3 separate regions of the Mus musculus genome follow, and all the other regions are linked to region 2. Evidence: chromatin contacts called from public Hi-C and Micro-C data. All regions are on one chromosome and are shown on one strand. The core of a region is the stretch at or near the end of the contact, and the rest is flanking DNA. Distances in the headings are between cores, read along the strand shown.

Evidence for each region. A called contact is a pair of places that touch in the nucleus more often than the background predicts.
Region 1: a contact with region 2 is called in a Micro-C map of embryonic stem cells, with 16 times the contacts expected there. The contact joins the promoter of Nr4a2 here to the promoter of Lhx2 in region 2. A contact is called at or near these places in 3 of 39 promoter capture datasets (cranial neural crest, frontonasal cranial neural crest and maxillary cranial neural crest) and 4 of 484 Hi-C or Micro-C datasets (all in embryonic stem cells).
Region 3: a contact with region 2 is called in a Hi-C map of stem cell-derived epiblast-like cells, with 12 times the contacts expected there. The contact joins the promoter of Bmi1 here to the promoter of Lhx2 in region 2. A contact is called at or near these places in 1 of 39 promoter capture datasets (cranial neural crest), 1 of 484 Hi-C or Micro-C datasets (stem cell-derived epiblast-like cells) and 1 of 115 datasets of contacts at active chromatin or transcription factors (embryonic stem cells).

What each region holds. Positions count from the first base shown.
Region 1 is chr2:57,113,763-57,116,462 of GRCm38.p6, reverse strand. It overlaps Nr4a2 (nuclear receptor subfamily 4, group A, member 2), which reads left to right and starts at 1,425. Exons shown (of 8, transcript NM_013613.2): 1 at 1,425-1,745.
Region 2 is chr2:38,350,045-38,352,751 of GRCm38.p6, reverse strand. It overlaps Lhx2 (LIM homeobox protein 2), which reads right to left and starts at 1,444. Exons shown (of 5, transcript NM_010710.4): 1 at 859-1,444. The coding sequence starts at 978. It overlaps Gm27197 (a long non-coding RNA gene), which reads left to right and starts at 2,012. Exons shown (of 2, transcript XR_374289.3): 1 at 2,012-2,707.
Region 3 is chr2:18,675,760-18,678,459 of GRCm38.p6, reverse strand. It overlaps Bmi1 (Bmi1 polycomb ring finger oncogene), which reads right to left and starts at 1,442. Exons shown (of 10, transcript NM_007552.4): 1 at 991-1,442. Commd3 (COMM domain containing 3) reads right to left here. Exons shown (of 8, transcript NM_147778.4): 8 at 2,229-2,593. The coding sequence ends at 2,534.

The sequences.
Region 1 (2,700 bases), core at 176-2,675, about 19 Mb before region 2:
AGCTTGGAGCTGGCAAAGGCGGAGGTGCAGGCTAGGAATGAGCAACCCCACAACCCCGAGAGTTCCGCGGTGTTCTCCCGGGGTGTTAGGATCACCGAGAGGGGGCCGAGGTGTATATTGCACACACACACACACACACACACACACACACACGCACGCGCACACACACACACACACACACACACACACACACACACACACACACACACCGCTCGCCCGGGTAGCTTGGGAGCGAGCCAACGCTCGGGAGAAGGGGAGGAGGAGCGCTGTCCTGGGAGAAGAAGGGGACCCTACAAAGTCGCTCTCCCTTGGCCTCAGTCCCTTCCTGGTCTTGAGAGAAACCCGAAGAGGCCTGTCTGGCCAGCTTCACGGGGGTACTGGGAGTAGGGTTAGCCCTCTGGAGGATCTGCGATTCCTTTGCTAGAAAGATCCACGCGCTTGGGAGGAGGGGGAGCGGATTGTCTTGCAGAGCGGAGCTGGAGGCGATTGAGAGGAACGCGGGGGTAGGGCACGCTCCCACAGTTCACCCGGACCCTGGGCTGGGGCAATGGGCACATACTCTCCGTTTTGGGCGAGACCCACCCCGCCTCGAGCTCCACTCCCCTTGCTGCTTCTCCCTCCATGCTTTCTTCTTGGTTGCAGGCACGACAGCCCCTGCGTTTCAGAAACCTGTGAAAGGGACTGAAGGGCTTGGTGGGCACAGCGAAATGTCAACTCTGTCAAGAGTTGACCGAGGGGCTTGGGGGCGATGGTTCAGATCACCTCTGGGCTGGAGGCGCACCTGTTGCCGGATCCTTTAATGTATTGTCTGCGAGAGAAAGCTGGCAACAGTTCACTCCTACTTGTGGGGTCCTCTAAGACTTGGCTCACTGTCTACCCTCCTTCCTCCCACATTGCTTTAGATAGTACGTCTTTTTAGTTTCTGTAAAGAAGGGGAAAGGGCCTGACCTCTCATCCTTCGAAGCGGGAGGAAGAGTGGGTTTTTAAAAAGGGAGAAGGGGGATGCACGGACTAGGGGAATCCCATCTAACGCCCAAGTCTTTGGAGAGTTACGAGCCACGGGACAACTGTCTCCACTTCTGCTAAAGGGTGTGAGGAGGGTATGTTGGGGAGCTGCAAGGCACACCTCTGCCCTCTCGGCCCAGGTGCTAGCTACCTGGCCCACGCGAGTGTTCTTTTCCGTTCAAGCTTTTGTTGCACCCTCCCCACGTGTGAGGACGCAAGGTCTGGGGCGGGGGAGGGGCAGGTGGAGCGTAGCATCACCACGGACTTCACGGACCTGGGTTGCAGAAGTCACACTTCTTTCGGAAAAAAAAAAAATCCACCCAAGTGGGCTACCAAGGTGAACCGTTCCCACCTTAAAATCAGCCCCAGTCGTGACGTCAGGTCGGAAATATACCAAAGCGAGCGCGGGCCAGGAGTCCGGGGAGCGCGGCGGCTCGGCGATTGGACCGCGGGCCGCTGACGCGGGCTGACGCGCGCAGACTTTAGGTGCATGTTGGCAGCAGCAGCTCGAGCCACATAAACAAAGGCACATTGGCGGCCAGGGCCAGTCCGCCCCGCGGCTCCGCACAGCTCCGCGTCCCTCTCTCCGGCCCCGCTGGCTGCCTCCCTCTCCTGCGGCCGGGCTGGCTGCGTGTGGCTCTCCGCGCCCCGCTTCCGCAGCGCTCCCGCGGACCCGGGCTCCTCTGCTCCCGGAGGGAACTGCACTTCGGCGGAGTTGAATGAATGAAGAGAGCGGACAAGTGAGTAGCTGCGGCGGGGCCGCCCGCGGTCACGCGTCCTCCCGGTCTCCGCGTACCAGGGAACGGGTTCTCTGCAAGTGGTCGCCCGAGCCGCGGAGCGCGAAGGGGCTGGGGAAGGGGGATGGCGAGTGGGCGCGCGCAGCTCCGCCGAGCCTCTGCTGGAACTCCGGTGCTAGCGTAAAGGGGGGGGAGTTGGCTGCCGGCAGAGGTTTCCAGGCTTCTCATTGGTGGATGTGGCAAGGGGACTCCCACAGTTTTAGGAGAAGCGGACTTGCCGGTGGAGATGTGCGCAAAGTTTGCTCTTGGTGTGAAATTGATTGTGGCTTGAGGAGGCTCCATCTCGCGAACATGTGGGAAACAGTCCGGGAGAGAAAGTTTACGTGTTGCTTGGGAACAGTGTCGCTCGGCTCGCCCGCTGGTGGAGGTTTCCCGGATATCGTCGAGTAAGGGTAGTGTCGGTAGAGGGTCCTGTAGCGAAGTTGCCTGAAATGACTGGTTTTGATATATGTTGTCCTTGGATAGTGTGTCAGTGTGTGCGTGAGGTAAAGAATACGGTTATGAAACTGTGACATAGCCACGGGTTAATATCCAGAACAGACATATTTTCAAGGGCGGCGGCGGATGGGGGTGGGGAGATAAAGCAAAAGTCCTCTGGTTTGTCTTGTTAACCTTCTCCGCTCCTTGAAGCAAAGCAAGATTGTGGAAGAAGTGGGGGGGGGGGCGGAGAGGGGAGGGAGCAAAGGAGAGGGTGTTCAGGTTTCTTTACTTTATCAACAAGATCGTCTATGCTCTAGAATGCCTTGCAAGTGGGAACATCTGAAAAAAAAAATAGCTAGGACACAAGAATGCCTTGTCCCAGCAAGTAGGCAGCCTGTGGAAAGCATTGTGGAGAAGGTGTCCAGTTTGCTGTGCTGAGAAGTGCTTCTAACTTTGGTGCCAATATCATATGCGTAAT
Region 2 (2,707 bases), core at 195-2,694:
GTTAAGTGGGATACAGGGCGACCTTCCAGGAGGGTGCAAGGCAGGCCCATGTGAAATTTTTTTCCTAATAAAACTGAGCAGCGGAGGTTTATCCGGAAAGAAAGGCTTAGGGGAAACCCGGAGGTCACGGAGCTGTGGCTCTAGAAGGGAGAAACTCGGGCCAGGCTTCCCACCTCCTCGGTCTCTAAAGGTCACTGCAGCCGCTGCTTAGGCAGCGTCTGCTAGTCTGGCCCCGGGGGAGGCTATTTGGGGCCGGGACAGCAGAGCCAGGTACAGAGAACCTAATGGAGTCTCCTTCCGCAGAAGCCAGGCCGGTGACTGAACTCCGAACCATTGCCTGGCCAAATCTAGCCAGTTAGGAACACGGGTCACGATCAACGGAAAGTGCTGGCCCAGATGTCGCAGGGCCCTGAAACTGAGCTAAGGAGAGAATCCCAGACTGCCAGAAGACTGAAAGCGATTCAAACCAGCTAGGGCTTCCACCGGTTCTCCCTTTTCCCGAGGCGTCGGCGCCAGCACCAGGAGCAAAGTAGTGGAGAGTCAGGTCTGTGGACCGGAGCGCCTCCGGGAGCGGAGAGAAGAGAGTGGCCTCCACTTCCACTCCCCTTCCACTTCTAGAACAACGTTCTCCTCCACCCTCGCAGTCCAGATCTGGGTTTCAACCTTGACTCCCTCCTCCTCTCTAGCAGCTGAGTTTCCCCTGAGTCTGGTGCCCCGGGCCTTGCACCCTGTCCGAGGATTCCCCAGCCTTGGTCCCGTGCGTCTCGGAGGACTCTACCTAAAGTTCGGGGAACAGAGGCGCTGGCTGGCCCCGCCAGGTCCCAGCTCTCAGCCCCAACTCCACAGCCGCGCGCCTACCGTCTCCGTGTCGCCGCGGTCGATGGCGGAGCTGATGGCCGGAGCCTCGCTCTTGGCCCTGCGGTCCATCTCGTCGATGACCCCGTGCACCTCGGGGCCCGACAGACTGTGGAACAGCATCGCGGCGGGACCGGGGATGCGGCTGCCCCGAGGAAGGGCTTGCCCCCCGCCTCAGCTGCCTGGCGCTCCCGGCGTTAACCGGCCCAGTGCATCGCCACCGCGGCCCCGGCCCCGCCCGAGCTCGGCTGCGCCCCCAGGCTGGGCTCCGGGCCGCGGGCGCCTGCGGGCCAGGACGCCTCCCGCCGAGGCGTGGGGGCAGCTACATCGCGGGGCGCCTGGACGGCGGCGCCGAAGCCAGGGTCACAAGGGCAGGGGGTGAGGTGGGGGCGGGAGACCAGGGCAGAGGTCGGCGCCCGCTGTGGGCGCTTTCACGCCGCAGGCATCGCTAGCTGGGTTCTGGCGCCCAGGGCGCAAATCAGGGGCGCAAACTCTGCCCCAGGCGGCGGTGGCTGCAGTCGGGGTTCACCCAGGAACAGCTAGGTGCCCGCGGCGGCCCAGATGCCTGCACGTCTCTTCCCCCCGGGGTGTGTTCCCAACCAAAGGCGAACTGGAGTAGGGGGTCTCCGCGAAGCCTGCGAGCTGAGCCGAGCCACTGGGAGAATTGAAGAGGAGGAGGAGGAAGAGGAGGAGGAGGCGGCGGCGGAGGAGGTGGAGGAGGAGGAAAAAGGAGGAGGAGCAGAGTGGGAGGAGGAGCCGACGGCCGCGGGCCCAGCCGCGCGCAACGCTACCCAAGCGCGCGCCGAGCTCAGCCTCGGCTCTGCAGTCCGCGCCAGCGCAAGCCTCCGCGCCTTTTCTACAGCCGCGCCTGACATCACGTCCTGCCGCCGTGCCATTGGCCGCCCGCCGCCCCAGGCCTTGGCAGCGCGTGCTCCGGGAAGGCGGGAGACCCAAAGGGAGGGGAAAGGCTAGAGGAGGAGAGGAGCGGAGAGAGGAGGTGGTGGGAGCTGGTGGGCGAGGCTGGAGGAGGAGGCGCAAGGGAGGGAGAAGGGAGAGCGCGGGGTTTGGAGTTTTCTAGGCTGCGAACAGTTTCCTGTGTTTCTTCAGGAAGAAAAATTAAACCTTTCCTGGAGTCTCTGTCCTAAAAAAGCGCTGCCAAAGGATGCTTGAGGAAGTCTCCATTCTCCCCCTTGGCCTCTGGAACCTGGGGTTGAGGAGGGGCAGAGAAGACAGACCAGGAGTACTGTTTCAAGAGCCTTCGGCTGCTTCCCGCCCATCTGGGCTTCGGTCTGGGGCGCTACTCTCTGCGCTGCGTTTAGCAGCGCAGCCCTCCCGGGGACCAGGCGCAAGTGCCACCAGAGCAATGACTCCCAAGGGTAGCGGGCCGGCCAGCATATCCTCTCTTCAAGTGAGCTAGGGACTATACTGCCAGGCGTGTAGCTCCTGGATTTCTCCAAAGCTCTGCAGTCTGGAGGCATGTCTTTAGGAACTCAGAAAAAGAAACAAGGAGTCCATAGCTCTCTCCCATGTACGTGCAGTGTGATCCGGAGACAGTGACTCAACCTCCTTTACAATGTTTGACTTTCTCAAAGGGAAACAAGAAGGCCCCCTCCTTTTAGGTGTTTGGGTGTGATGAAAGAAATGAGTGGAAAATATATAGAGCATAGTAGGCACTCAGCGAATTTCTTAATCGCTCCCTCTTTTTCTTTTCCTATTTGGATCTTCTCACTCCGGGATATACTTGGCAGTTCTTAAAGACCAGAGGCCTATTCTCTTCCTTCCTATGGGGTACTCCATCCCACTAGCTCTCCCACTCTGGACCCACCCTGCCACCTGGTTGCACAAGAACTAA
Region 3 (2,700 bases), core at 193-2,692, about 20 Mb after region 2:
ACGCGTTAGTGCTCCTTCTCCGAAGCATCCATCCCCTTACTTCATGACCTATTCTGACATTTAGCAAAATCTATAAAATGCAATGGACCTAAGTCTCAGCTCATCCCACAGCAAAGGGGAAAGTTGTAGTGTCTTCGAGAGAAAAGAAGAAAAAAGGAGGGGTGAGAGTGGAGAGAGAAAGGGCGCTCAGCAAGGCTAACGTACAGTCACCGGCTTCACTCCAAAACAAAGCTCAAATTTTAAATGCCCACCTCCTTGAGAGCTCGCCCCAAGTACGTATGGAACCCCTGTCCTCGACTCCCAACAAATACCACCTTGAAAACTTTACCCTTTCCAACACAAATGCACAAGACCTTGGAAACAACTGGGAACCGCCATCTTACCAGCCATCCAATTTCACACAAGTGTCCCTCCAACTTAAGTTAATAACATTTTTGTCGGGGCTCCCCCCAGCCTAACACCCACCTCGTCGGGATCGCTGTTCCCCACAGTACCCATCCCTATAAAATGGGGGCGTTCCCTGGAGGTTCAAAGACCTCCAGAGCCCTTTCTTCGGGAGAGGAGGGAAGCCACTGGACCCAGGCAGCGCCCGATCTCGGGATCCCGTCCCCGTTTCAGCAAAGTCTACCTCTCAACAAAGGGCGCAGCGGCCGCGGGAGCCGCGCAGGCTGGAGACACAAGTGCCGCTCTCGGGGACCATGTGCGGCGCGAGGGTGCCGAGGGGCGCTCGGGGGAGCGGGGAACTAAAACGTGGGGCGGCGCGGCGCGGCCGGGCGCGGGCGGCGGCCGGAGCGGCTGGAGCGCGGTCAGGCGGCGCTGGTGCGGGCTGCGGGGCGTCCGGCGCCGCGGGAGGCGGCGGGCGCGCGGGCGCGGGCGCGGGGCGCGGGCCGGTTGCCCACGCTGTCAGCGCCTCCGCCCCCCCCCCTCCACGCCGCCCCGACCCCCACCAGTCCCCGGCCACGGCCCGTCGGCGCCTCGCCTCCTACGTACCCGGAAAGAGCGGCCGGCGCGAGGCGATCTGAGCGGGCGGAAAAGACAATGAAAGTTAAAAGTCGTTCAGCATAAAATGAATGCGAGCCAAGCGGCCATCTTGGAGCGAGCCGCCGCCGCCGCTGTCAATGGGCACCGAGCGCGGCCGAGAGCAGCCACGGCCGCCGCGCTCCGCTCATGCCGCTCCCCCGCCGGCCTCCTGCTCGCGCGCTGCGGCCTCCTCCTCCCGCGCGGCCTCCTCCGCCTCCGCGCGGCCTCCGCCGCCGCCTCCTCGGGGCCTCTCCTCCTCCTCGGCGCAGCCGCCGCCTCCCGGCCGCGCTCGGGGGAGGGCGCGCAGAGGGGCCGAGCCGTATTATTCTGCGGGGCCGGGAGGTGTTGCTAAGCCTGCGCGGGGCTCCCTCGCCAACCTCCCCATTGTCTCTCCCGATCTCTGCCTTTAATACTACGATTATGATTTCAGACTCGCGTGGGGGAGGCGGGCTGGCGGGCGGGCGGGGGGCGCCGAGTGTGCTTGCGGGCCGGGTGGCGGGGGAGGGGAGGGAGGACCAGGAGGGGGAGGGGAGGGTGGAAAAAAATGCACGGCTGAAGGCAGAGTGGAAACTGACACCGGCTCCAAAATGGCTCGGAGTCCGCCCGCCCCCTCCCCCGCCCCCCGCCGGGTCACGTGCTCCCCTCATTCCTTAAGGGCGGCCTGGGAATTAGTGTCGGTGTAGTCGGGCCCGTGGCCGCCCCCTCCCCTCGCAGCGCGCCGCGAGCCGCGCGCCCAGCCCCCTCCCCTCCCCGCGCAGCGCGCCGGGGCCGCGACGGAGGCATTTCTCCACAGCGCCACACGCCGCTCTCCCGGCGCGGCCCGCTCGGCCCCGCACGCCGCCCCGCCCCCCACCATGTCTCCTGCTTCTGGCGCACACGTCCGCGGGGCCCGCCGCCGGGGGCGCCCGGCCGCTGCCCCGGCTCGGCCCTGCCGAACCTGCGCCGGATCGGGCCCGCGGAAACAACAGCGGCCGCCCCGCCCGCTGGCGGCCGGGAAGAGGCGCGCGCGGGCAGCGGCCGGGCTGGCTCCGCTCGCGGGGTCGGGCGGGCCGGGCGCAGGTAACGGGCGGGCCGGGCAGCGAGCACGGCCCGGCCGCACACCTTTCCCGAAACACTTAACCTGGGGCAAGGCAGGCGTCCGAGCCCACGCAGGGCAGATGTGCTTGGCACACTCAGTCGTCAAAGTCACACACAAACTCCAAACAGAATGCCGCCCTTCTTGTGGGAATACCACCGTATTTATTCAGGGTACGATACTTTAATAGGGCTTGAAGACGCTCAAGATAGAAGGAACGCAAGAGTAATACTGAAAATCCAGATGCTTAAGAGTCTCCCTCTTAACCATTTCACATGTGTAAAAAAAGTGTCAAAATTGATGGTTGGCATCACTTCAAAAGGGTGCTAGCTCTTTTTCCACTGAAAATGACATCCAGCTCGCGCGAACGATGGTCCAGCAGGAGACAAGGCGCGTCTGGTTTTCCTCTAGGCTCCTGGGGTCATCAGCCTCCCCAAATTACAACTGAGTTGCTCTTTCCAGGCTTTTTGAAGCATCCTTAAGTTTCCCCACCAAGTCCTAAAAGATGTACAATCATGTCACAACTTGGGCATACAAGTGAGGAAGCAGCAACTCTGAAGCAGCTGCAAGAACACAGTCGGAAGGAAGAACACCTAAGGAGTCCA